3 separate regions of the Gossypium hirsutum genome follow, and all the other regions are linked to region 2. A link is a contact called in public Hi-C data. All regions are on one chromosome and are shown on one strand. The core of a region is the stretch at or near the end of the contact, and the rest is flanking DNA. Distances in the headings are between cores, read along the strand shown. Region 1 holds the start of LOC107909949 (sodium/hydrogen exchanger 8-like). Region 2 holds the start of LOC107909957 (putative clathrin assembly protein At1g25240). Region 3 holds the start of LOC107909951 (D-galacturonate reductase).

What was found. A called contact is a pair of places that touch in the nucleus more often than the background predicts.
Region 1: a Hi-C map of leaf shows a contact between it and region 2, with 1.8 times the contacts expected there. The contact joins the promoter of LOC107909949 here to the promoter of LOC107909957 in region 2. A contact is called at or near these places in 5 of 34 Hi-C or Micro-C datasets (callus, leaf and petal).
Region 3: a Hi-C map of leaf shows a contact between it and region 2, with 2.7 times the contacts expected there. The contact joins the promoter of LOC107909951 here to the promoter of LOC107909957 in region 2. A contact is called at or near these places in 10 of 34 Hi-C or Micro-C datasets (callus, fibers, hypocotyl and 2 more).

The regions. Positions count from the first base shown.
Region 1 is chrD02:50,786,112-50,789,090 of Gossypium_hirsutum_v2.1, forward strand. It overlaps LOC107909949 (sodium/hydrogen exchanger 8-like), which reads left to right and starts at 1,550. Exons shown (of 23, transcript NM_001327028.1): 1 at 1,550-1,754. The coding sequence starts at 1,550.
Region 2 is chrD02:50,584,798-50,587,969 of Gossypium_hirsutum_v2.1, forward strand. It overlaps LOC107909957 (putative clathrin assembly protein At1g25240), which reads left to right and starts at 1,860. Exons shown (of 3, transcript XM_016837672.2): 1 at 1,860-3,172. The coding sequence starts at 2,251. It overlaps LOC107909955 (65-kDa microtubule-associated protein 6), which reads left to right. Exons shown (of 12, transcript XM_016837669.2): 7 at 19-170; 8 at 325-412; 9 at 491-564; 10 at 658-732; 11 at 968-1,329; 12 at 1,407-1,706. The coding sequence ends at 1,309.
Region 3 is chrD02:50,723,940-50,726,937 of Gossypium_hirsutum_v2.1, forward strand. It overlaps LOC107909951 (D-galacturonate reductase), which reads left to right and starts at 1,424. Exons shown (of 4, transcript XM_016837661.2): 1 at 1,424-1,857; 2 at 1,960-2,203; 3 at 2,298-2,477; 4 at 2,594-2,998. The coding sequence starts at 1,535. The coding sequence ends at 2,797.

The DNA of each region.
Region 1 (2,979 bases), core at 300-2,799, 200 kb after region 2:
TAAATAAAAAGTAGGGGTGTGGATTTGGTGGCTCCAATGAGTTGAGGCATATAACCAAAATAACTGAACGGAATAAGATCAGTTTCGTCCGTTTACATTGGTTTTTTTTGGGTAGATTTCGTGCAGTAGTGGTTGTGTGCTTAGAGATGGTTTTATTTTCTTTTTTTGTTCACCACATGGTTTAGAATTAGAGAGAAATTTGAAATCTGTAAATACTTTCAACATTTTCAATGTTGAATGGTTTAGGTAAGATTGGTGATTTTATTTTGAGTTGAAATGTTTTTTTGGGAGGGGCCATTACTAAAAAGATAAAGTTTCTTTAAAAAGATTTTAAATAATTTTTTATCAAAATTTTTAGGGTAAATTATGCAAATAGCCACCTAACTATACCCGCATTCTTGTTTTTGGTCATCCAACTTTAAAATTTTATTAATGTGGCATGTCTCTGTTTTTAAAGTCGAAAGTTTTAGCTAAAAAATTTGAGGATCAAATTGATAGAATATATAAGTATTGAGAATTAAATATAATATTATATTAGCTAGAAAAAGACTTTCGTTATCAACTTAATGACGGATGACCAAAACATAAACAAATTCAAGCATTAATGTCTATATTAAAAATTTTTAAAGTGGAGTAACTATAACAAAAATATGAACATAATTAATTGATCATTTGTATAATTTACCCAAACTTTTATATAAGTACATATTTATAATGTATAGATTGCTATATTTTTTATTCCTTTATAAGTTACAAATATAAAAGGAATCAACCTTAAATCCAAATCATGCTCAAAAGTTAAAATAAAATAAAGAGAAAATGATTTGAAATATCGAAATTTCAAAAAAAAAAAACTTTTCCATTAAATAAAACTGAAAAGAAAAATTAAAAAAAATCAGAAATTTTCCAATTTTGATTTTCTGGATGGAGACATTAGTAGGGGTAATTAAGAGCAGCTAAGAGGGTGGTGCCATTGTCTCCACTTTTTCCGTTTAGAGAGGAGAGGGGAATCGTCTTTTTCTTTTTATCGGACCAGAAGAAGGCAGGGAAGTGTTTTTAGAGAGGGGATGTGTTGAATCTGGATATTATGATAAGGTAGGTATCTAAAGCATTAGCTATTAATAATATCTTATTCTATTATAATCAGCAGAGGCCATTCTAGGGACCGGCCTGTCCCTCTCTTAAAATAAAAAATTATTATTTAAAATATTTTAAAAGTTTAAATTAAAAGAAAAGAAAATTTACTTTTAACTCCCTTAAAATTATAAAAATTTATTTTTTAAAAATTATAAAGATATAAATTATAAAAGATTAAAATTTTATTTTAGCTGTAAAAAGTTATTCTGCCTCACCTGATTATCAGTATTCCTGTAGCATTACAACCATGGACTCAAAAAGACGAAACATAAAAGTGATTGATGTAATTTGGCGAAATTTAATGACCTAAAATGTAAATTACATGAATAATATATATTAATAAAGTTTCAAGTGATTTTTATATAAATAAATGAGAAGGAGATAGCAAGCAGGTGATTTGAGTTGTAATAACATGGAGGAAGTGAAAGAGTATCTATACGTGTTACCTTCGAGAATGCTAGAGGAAATTAGCTCCGGTGAATCGGAGCCAGTGGATGCGGTCATCTTTGTTGGGATTTCTTTGGTATTAGGAATCGCTTCCAGGCATCTTCTTCGCGGCACCAGAGTTCCTTACACTGTCGCTTTGCTCATCATTGGCCTTGGTCTCGGCTCTCTCGGTTCGCCTCTTCCCACTTCTAATTTATCATAAGAAAATTTAAATTAGCAGCACAGGAGAAGTAGGATTGTCCATTGGACTTTCATGGATTTTTGACTTTTTTTTTTTCTTTTTTCTATTTCCAATATATCAAAATTTGTTAATTTCGTTGTTTTGATGCAAACTTCATTTGGTTTTTATAATCCCTTTGCCACCAAAATAGATCATTAACTTGACTCATCTAAAGTCAATATTGTAAGTCACAAGATCTAAGCTAAGATTTTTCTTCTTTAGTTTTGCCAGCAAATTAGTTCTAATTTCTGGGCATTTCTTTCCATCTGCTTTTCTCTTCTAATATTACTTCGATTTTTGATCTTCTAAACCAAATTAAGTATACGGATATAAGTTCGACTTTGATACTTTGATACACTGACCGGAGTTTCCTTCTTAACTCGGTGAGTTAAGAGTTTACCCTCTTATTATTGTTATTATTATTATTATTAATTCTAAAAACTACACAAAAATTCATTCTTCTTCTCATAATATATATATATTATTTCTATTATATATACACGCCACTTTAAAGATTAAAAAAAAAAAAAAGCAATTTAAAGGGTTAAGACATGCCACTCCACAAGCGAAACTGATTAGTGTATCTTTTGTTTCGTTAATTTTTGAGAAATTATACATTATTGAAGTGATATATAATCCTAGAGTATATTTAGAAAAAGTGACCATAGTAGTGCTCAGCTTTACTTGTTAAAGTTAAAAATTTACAACGTCAAAAAAGAATTCATTCTTAATGTTTTAGCTATTCTGGATACAATCCAGCTGGTGGAGTTTAAGAATCCCGTCAGGTGGATGGGATAATTTTCTTAATATATATTATATTCCATATTCCATTTCTGAATCTGAACTCTTTTAAGTGGATTTTTTTTTGTAAGGCTTTTAAGTGGAAGTTAGTTTACCATTTACCAGTGAAAATTGATTTCAGTTTGTAAGCAAGATAGCATAGCCATAAACAAGGTCTTAACTGGAATTATGATTTCATTCTTGATTAAAAGAAAAAAACTTGGCACATGATTCCAAGATACTGGAATTGGTGGCTCATTCAAGTTCACAAGAAACAATCTCAAGGTCATAATTTCTCTCTATATAGGTGTAATGTGTATTTTAATAGTTAGTGAATTCCTTTTCAACTTCTATTGCATTTTTTACTGCTGTTTCCTGGTTGTAACGTTTTTATT
Region 2 (3,172 bases), core at 610-3,109:
ATTGCTAATGCTGTTCAGGTCTAGTAGACCCTTCTGAACTCTTAGCAAATATTGAAGCACAGATAACTAAAGTTAAAGATGAAGCTCTGAGTCGAAAAGATATAATGGATAGAATAGATCGATGGCTTTTGGCTTGTGAAGAAGAAAATTGGCTGGAAGACTACAATCAAGTAAGCATTGTGTGTATCTCATGTGTTTTCCCTGTCTTAGTTTCTCTCTTCAATATTGCTTGTGTACTATTCCGTGAGTCAAAATAAATACATCTGATTCACCTTGTCTATAAAATTTTAATTCATTAGTTGTTAACTTCATTTTGAATCTCAGGATGAAAACCGGTACAATGCAGGGAGAGGTGCACATATTAACCTTAAGCGTGCAGAAAAAGCTCGAATAACAGTAACCAAAATTCCGGGTATTTACTCTTCTTATTCATCCAACTCTCTGATGGATATGTTTGTATTGTTGAGCTAAATAATGGTACCCTTTGCAGCAATTGTGGATAATCTGATCAACAGAACGTTAGCTTGGGAAGAAGAAAAAAGGGCATTGTTTCTATATGATGGGGTCAGTAGTTCTGTAAACTTGCACAATCATTGTCGTTTGGAATTGTTTCTGAATAAGCTTGTTCCTAAACATGACATACTTGTATGCATATAGGAGCGACTGGTGTCGATACTGGAGGACTACAAGCTGACAAGGAAACAAAGAGAGGAGGAAAAGAAGAGATGCAGGGTAATTTTAATATGTTTTTTGCTTCTGCAAATATTATTGCCGAGTTATCTGAACCTTTTAGCCCTTTGGTACCTTGTCCATTTTCCTTTCTTTTCTCATCTCCTTTTCAACTTGCTTAAAGCGACTTTTTATATGATGAATGGCATTTCCAAGCAGGCCATATATTGAATGTGTGCATTGATCTCTACGACTTATACATGCATAAAAACAATATCTTTTCTATTCCATTTTGCAGGACCAAAAGAAGATTCAAGATCTGCTCCTGACAGAGAGAGAAGCCATTTATGGGTCAAAACCTAGTCCAAGGAAAAGTAACAGCTTCAGAAAGACAAATGGTTATCGAGCAAATGGAAATGGATCCATGACTCCCAGTACACCTCGTCGGAACTCGGTGGGTGGAGCAACTCCCGAGCTACTTACACCACGTTCATATTTGGGGCGTCAAAATGGCTACTTCAAGGAAATGAGAAGGTTGTCTACAGCACCTATAAACTTTGTGGCCATATCAAAGGAAGATACAGTATCTACATACACTTCAGTATGTGATTCGGAGCTCGGGTCTCCACCACATAGCTGAAGTTTAGAAATCCAGAAGTGGTATGTTTTGCCTACGCCATTGAACCTCTTCTGTTAATGTTGTTCACACGCTTAAAACAATTTTTGTTCAATCACAGGAAGAGGATAGGATCATATAGTTGCAATAAGTGTAGACTGGATTAATAGCAGCAGAACCGTGTGTTGTGAATATACGAAAGAAAGGGTATGGATAGATTAGTGTACGGATTGTGAATTGGTAGGAGTCGGACAGGTGACTGACTTTTGTGGGTGTTCGCATGGAAATGATGTTATTTGCCATTGCGGAGAGGGAGAAAAGAAGAAACCAGTTTGAAAATTGTGTTTAACTTGTTTTTGTGTGGTGTTACATGTACTGATAATATTGATAGTAGTAGTATTACTGGATTTTTTTGCTTGAATGTACGTGTACATGCTTGAATGTATGTTTGCAATGTATATACATGTACTCTAGTATGATCATCATTATATTATCATCCATGTTTGTTCAAAATTTCTTATGTCAAGTAAGCATTTTTAACACCACTTCACCAATTTCATAATTCATGTATACACAGTTGAAATTTAACTTCCTTTTTTTTTTTTTTGTACAACACCGAGTTTAGCAAGTTCCAACCAGATAATTCACATGCAAGTGATTTTTATTTTTATTTTTTAACATCTAATCATAGTCTATGAAATTAGCCATTTGTTCCCAAAATAGAAATGCGTAAAGAGAAACAACTATAAACTTGTCCGAAGATATATGCTAACAAATGGCAAATACAGGCAGACATGGCTAAATCACAGCTTAGTTTTCTATCCAGTCGTAGGCCGTCGGTTTTGGGTTTGTTGAAGCAAAATTTTGTATTAAGAAAAAAACAAAAACAAAAAGAGGGGCTTCAGGACCACCTCTGACAAACCCGCTGCTTTGTAAGGGCGACGGAGGGTTGAGGTCGAAGAAACATGAAGCTATGGAAGAGGGCCGTTGGTGCTGTCAAAGATAAGAACAGCATAGTGGTGGTCTATATTTCCAGAAGGAATTCCTTTAGGAACCCTGAACTTGAGGCTGCCATTATAAAGGCCACAAGTCACGATGAATTACACATTGATAAAAGGAGTGCGCAGGTTGTGTTTTCGTGGATTCGAGCGTCGCCCGTTAGCCTAGGTCCTCTTATATGGGCCTTGTCTAGGAGGATGGAGAAGACTCGGAGTTGGGTGGTGGCCATTAAAGGGTTGATGCTCATGCATGGCATTTTCCATTGTAAGGCACCAGTGGTTCAAATGATGCAGCGTTTACCCTTTGATCTTTCCACTTTCAGCGATGGACATTCCAAGCCCAGCAAAACCTGGGGTTTCAATAGTATCATCCGTGAGTACTTTGCGTTTCTAGATCAAAGAGCTGCCATTTTTTTAGAGCAAGATAATCAGAACAACAACAACAAAGTCGAGGAGCGTTTGTTGTTGGTGCAACAGCTTTTGAAATTGGAGAAATGGCAATCTTTGCTTGATTTGTTGCTTCAAATTAGGCCTCGAGCGGAGAATATGAAGGTTAGGCTGATTATGGAAGCCATGGATTGTGTGATCATTGAGATATACGATGTTTACGGTATAATCTGCAACGAGATTGCCAAGATTTTGTTGAAAATATATTCCGTAAGCAAACATGAAGCGGCAATGGCGCTTAGGGTTCTTCAAAAGGCAATGAAACAGAGTGAAGAGCTTTCTCTCTTCTTCGAGTTCTGCAAGGAATATGGCGTCCTAAACGCCACCGAACTCCCCACCGTTACTCGGATCCCTGATGAAGACGTTGAAGAACTTGAGAGGATAATGAATGGGGTTTCAGTTCCAGAGAAGACGATCAATTACAAGGAGGGTTTCGAGGAAA
Region 3 (2,998 bases), core at 174-2,673, 140 kb after region 2:
CATAATTATGATTTGAGTAAATTCATATAAGAATATTAATTATTAAGAATTTTATTAAATTATATATTTTAATTATAATATATTTAATAATAATTATGTTAATTTATATTTTATAGTATCATATATTATTATTTGAGTAAATTCATATAAGAATATTGATTATTAAGAATTTTATTAAATTCTATATTTTAATTATAATATATCTAATAATAATTATGTTTAAATATGATTAAATTATTTATTATTGATAATAATAATCTTATTAAAATTTAAATAACAATAACAATAATCATTTACCAAAACAAATTTATGGTAAGGGTATTCTAGTCATTTTAGTTTTTTCCATTATGCTATTACACCTCTATTCCATTCAACCAAACACAAGATTACTATTACGCCTCTATTCCATTACATTCAACCAAACAGTTGATTTGCTATTACACCTCTAATCCAATACACCTCTAATCCAATACAGCGAACCAAACGTACCCTAATTGTAGGTACTAATGACTTTCTTTATTCTATTAGAAATTATGTTAAAGAGATGAAAAATGAACTTAAAACATTATTAAAAAAATTTAAAATATCAAACACTTTTGGAAGAACTGAATAACTCGCGAAATATAAATCATTAGAAATTAGTTAATGGATTTAGTTTAATTATTAAAAAAAACTAAAGTGAAACTAAAATCGAACCGAAAAGACTTGAGGCATAATCTTCTAACAAGTTCATTAAGTACCCCTAAAAAACAACAATTTCATTCATGTAGCTTCTAGCCCTTTTCATTCATTTATTTTTTACCTTTGAAGTATTCTTTTGCATTTCTATTTTTTTTTAAAATTATAATTCTTTATTGAAATTTGAAAAAAAAAATATTTTAATTAAAACGAAATTACTCCAAACAAAAGTATGGGTAGAATTGAATAAAAATAATAAAAAATATATAAAACATCAAAATAAATATTTTAGGCTACTAATTCAGCGGAGAGAGTAATACAATCTAATTTTAAAACTAAAGGTTTATCAATCAAAGGAAATTGGCGGGTGAAGAATGGGTTGACTCGGTCCATAACCCCAGGGCAACAAGGATGGTTATAGTAGATATCGGTTTGATTGTACTTTTGTAGCTTAAATTTACTTGATTGTTTTGTCCACAAATAATCTCTAATTTACCTAATAACTTCAGAAGAAAAAACAGAGGCAGGCATGGCTGTATTTCTTTGATGTGCAGTTCCCCATTGAGTAGGAGTAATAAAAGTTTGCTAGAAATGACACTTGTTTAATTCCAAAAGCAAAGTTGAAAAGGGAGACATGGACCCCAACCTAATTGTCCATCAAAGGTAATGCTCCGCGTAATGAACGAAGCAGATGATGTTGGTTGCACCAGACAAATTGTTACACCAATACCTTAATTAAGCCCATAAATCAACGGTGTATACCGCAAATCCTGTAATTATGCAGTGCGATTAGGACATTATTTAGGCGATGATTTTCAATCATTAAGCTTTACAGTGTAATCTTAAACTAAAAATTATGGAGAATAAAGTTCCAATCGTTCCAGTCGTCTCCTCCTTTAGCGGACTAACCATGCCAGTGATAGGCATGGGGACAGCCTCGTATCCACCAGTTGATGCAGGGACCCTAAAATCAGCCATTGTTGAGGCAATCAGAGCTGGGTATCGCCACTTTGATACAGCTTTCATATATGGGTCTGAGCAGCCACTTGGAGCAGCAATCGCTGAGGCCTTGAACATTGGCCTCATCAAGTCCCGGAATGAACTCTTTATCACTTCCAAACTATGGTGCACTTATGCTGAGCCAGACTTGGTCATTCCCGCCATCAAAATGAGTCTCGAGTAGTAGTTTTACTTTTACCCTTGCACAACTCCATAAATTGAACCTTCAAATCACTTTTTTATTATTATTCACATATATATATAATTTTACGAGTGTTGCAGGAATCTTCAGCTAGAATATCTTGATCTTTATCTCATACATTGGCCACTAAAGTTCAGCAAAGAGGTGAGTCGTTTGCCGGTTCCCAAAGAAGAAGTATCTGTTATTGATATCAAATCAGTTTGGAGTGCCATGGAAGAGTGTCAACTTCTGGGTCTCACCAAAGCCATTGGTGTCTCTAACTTCTCTTCGAGAAAGCTTGAAGAAATCCTTTCCTTTGCCAAAATCCCTCCCGCCGTCAACCAGGTGAGCAATTGACTCTTCATTTTTCTTCAAATACCCAAGCGTGACACATGGATACCAGGATATGATATTATAAATTGTTTAATTTGTTTAAAAGGTGGAGATGAACCCACTTTGGCAGCAAAAGGAGCTGAATGAGTACTGCAAGGCAAAGGGTATTCATGTTTCAGCTCATTCCCCTCTGGGCTCAAAAGGCACGTTGTGGGGAGATAACAGGATTTTCGACTGTCATGCTTTGAAAGAGATTGCCGAGGCCAAAGGGAAAACAATTGCCCAGGTGGACTTTTCCCTTTTCCTTGTATTTTCAGTGGTTGGAAATGATTTTTTTTTTAAATACACAATACGAGTATATATTAGATAAATAGTGTTGGTTGACATAAATAGAGATGGCAGATTTGTCTAAGATGGGTGTACGAGCAAGGGGCAAGTGTGATAGCAAAGAGCTTCAACAAGAAGAGAATGGAGGAGAACCTTGAAATATTTGATTGGTCATTGAGTGTAGAAGAATTGGAGAAGATCAGAGGTCTTCCCCAGTGCAAATTTAACTCCATCGGTACATTTATCGAGCCCAGCGCCGAGCTTGAGGCACAGCTATGATATCAAGAACGATGATCATTTATTTTCATGTTTACAATTTATATATGCTAAGCTTTACTTGATTTTGGAGGGTGTTTGACCCAAAACATGAAAGATTTCTTAGTTCCCAAGGTGTTTGATTCTCAAAATTTTAAGAATTTTAATTTTTACGACGCCCCCTCCCCCCGGGAAGTTGGCTGTGATGTCAACAACCCCAATTTG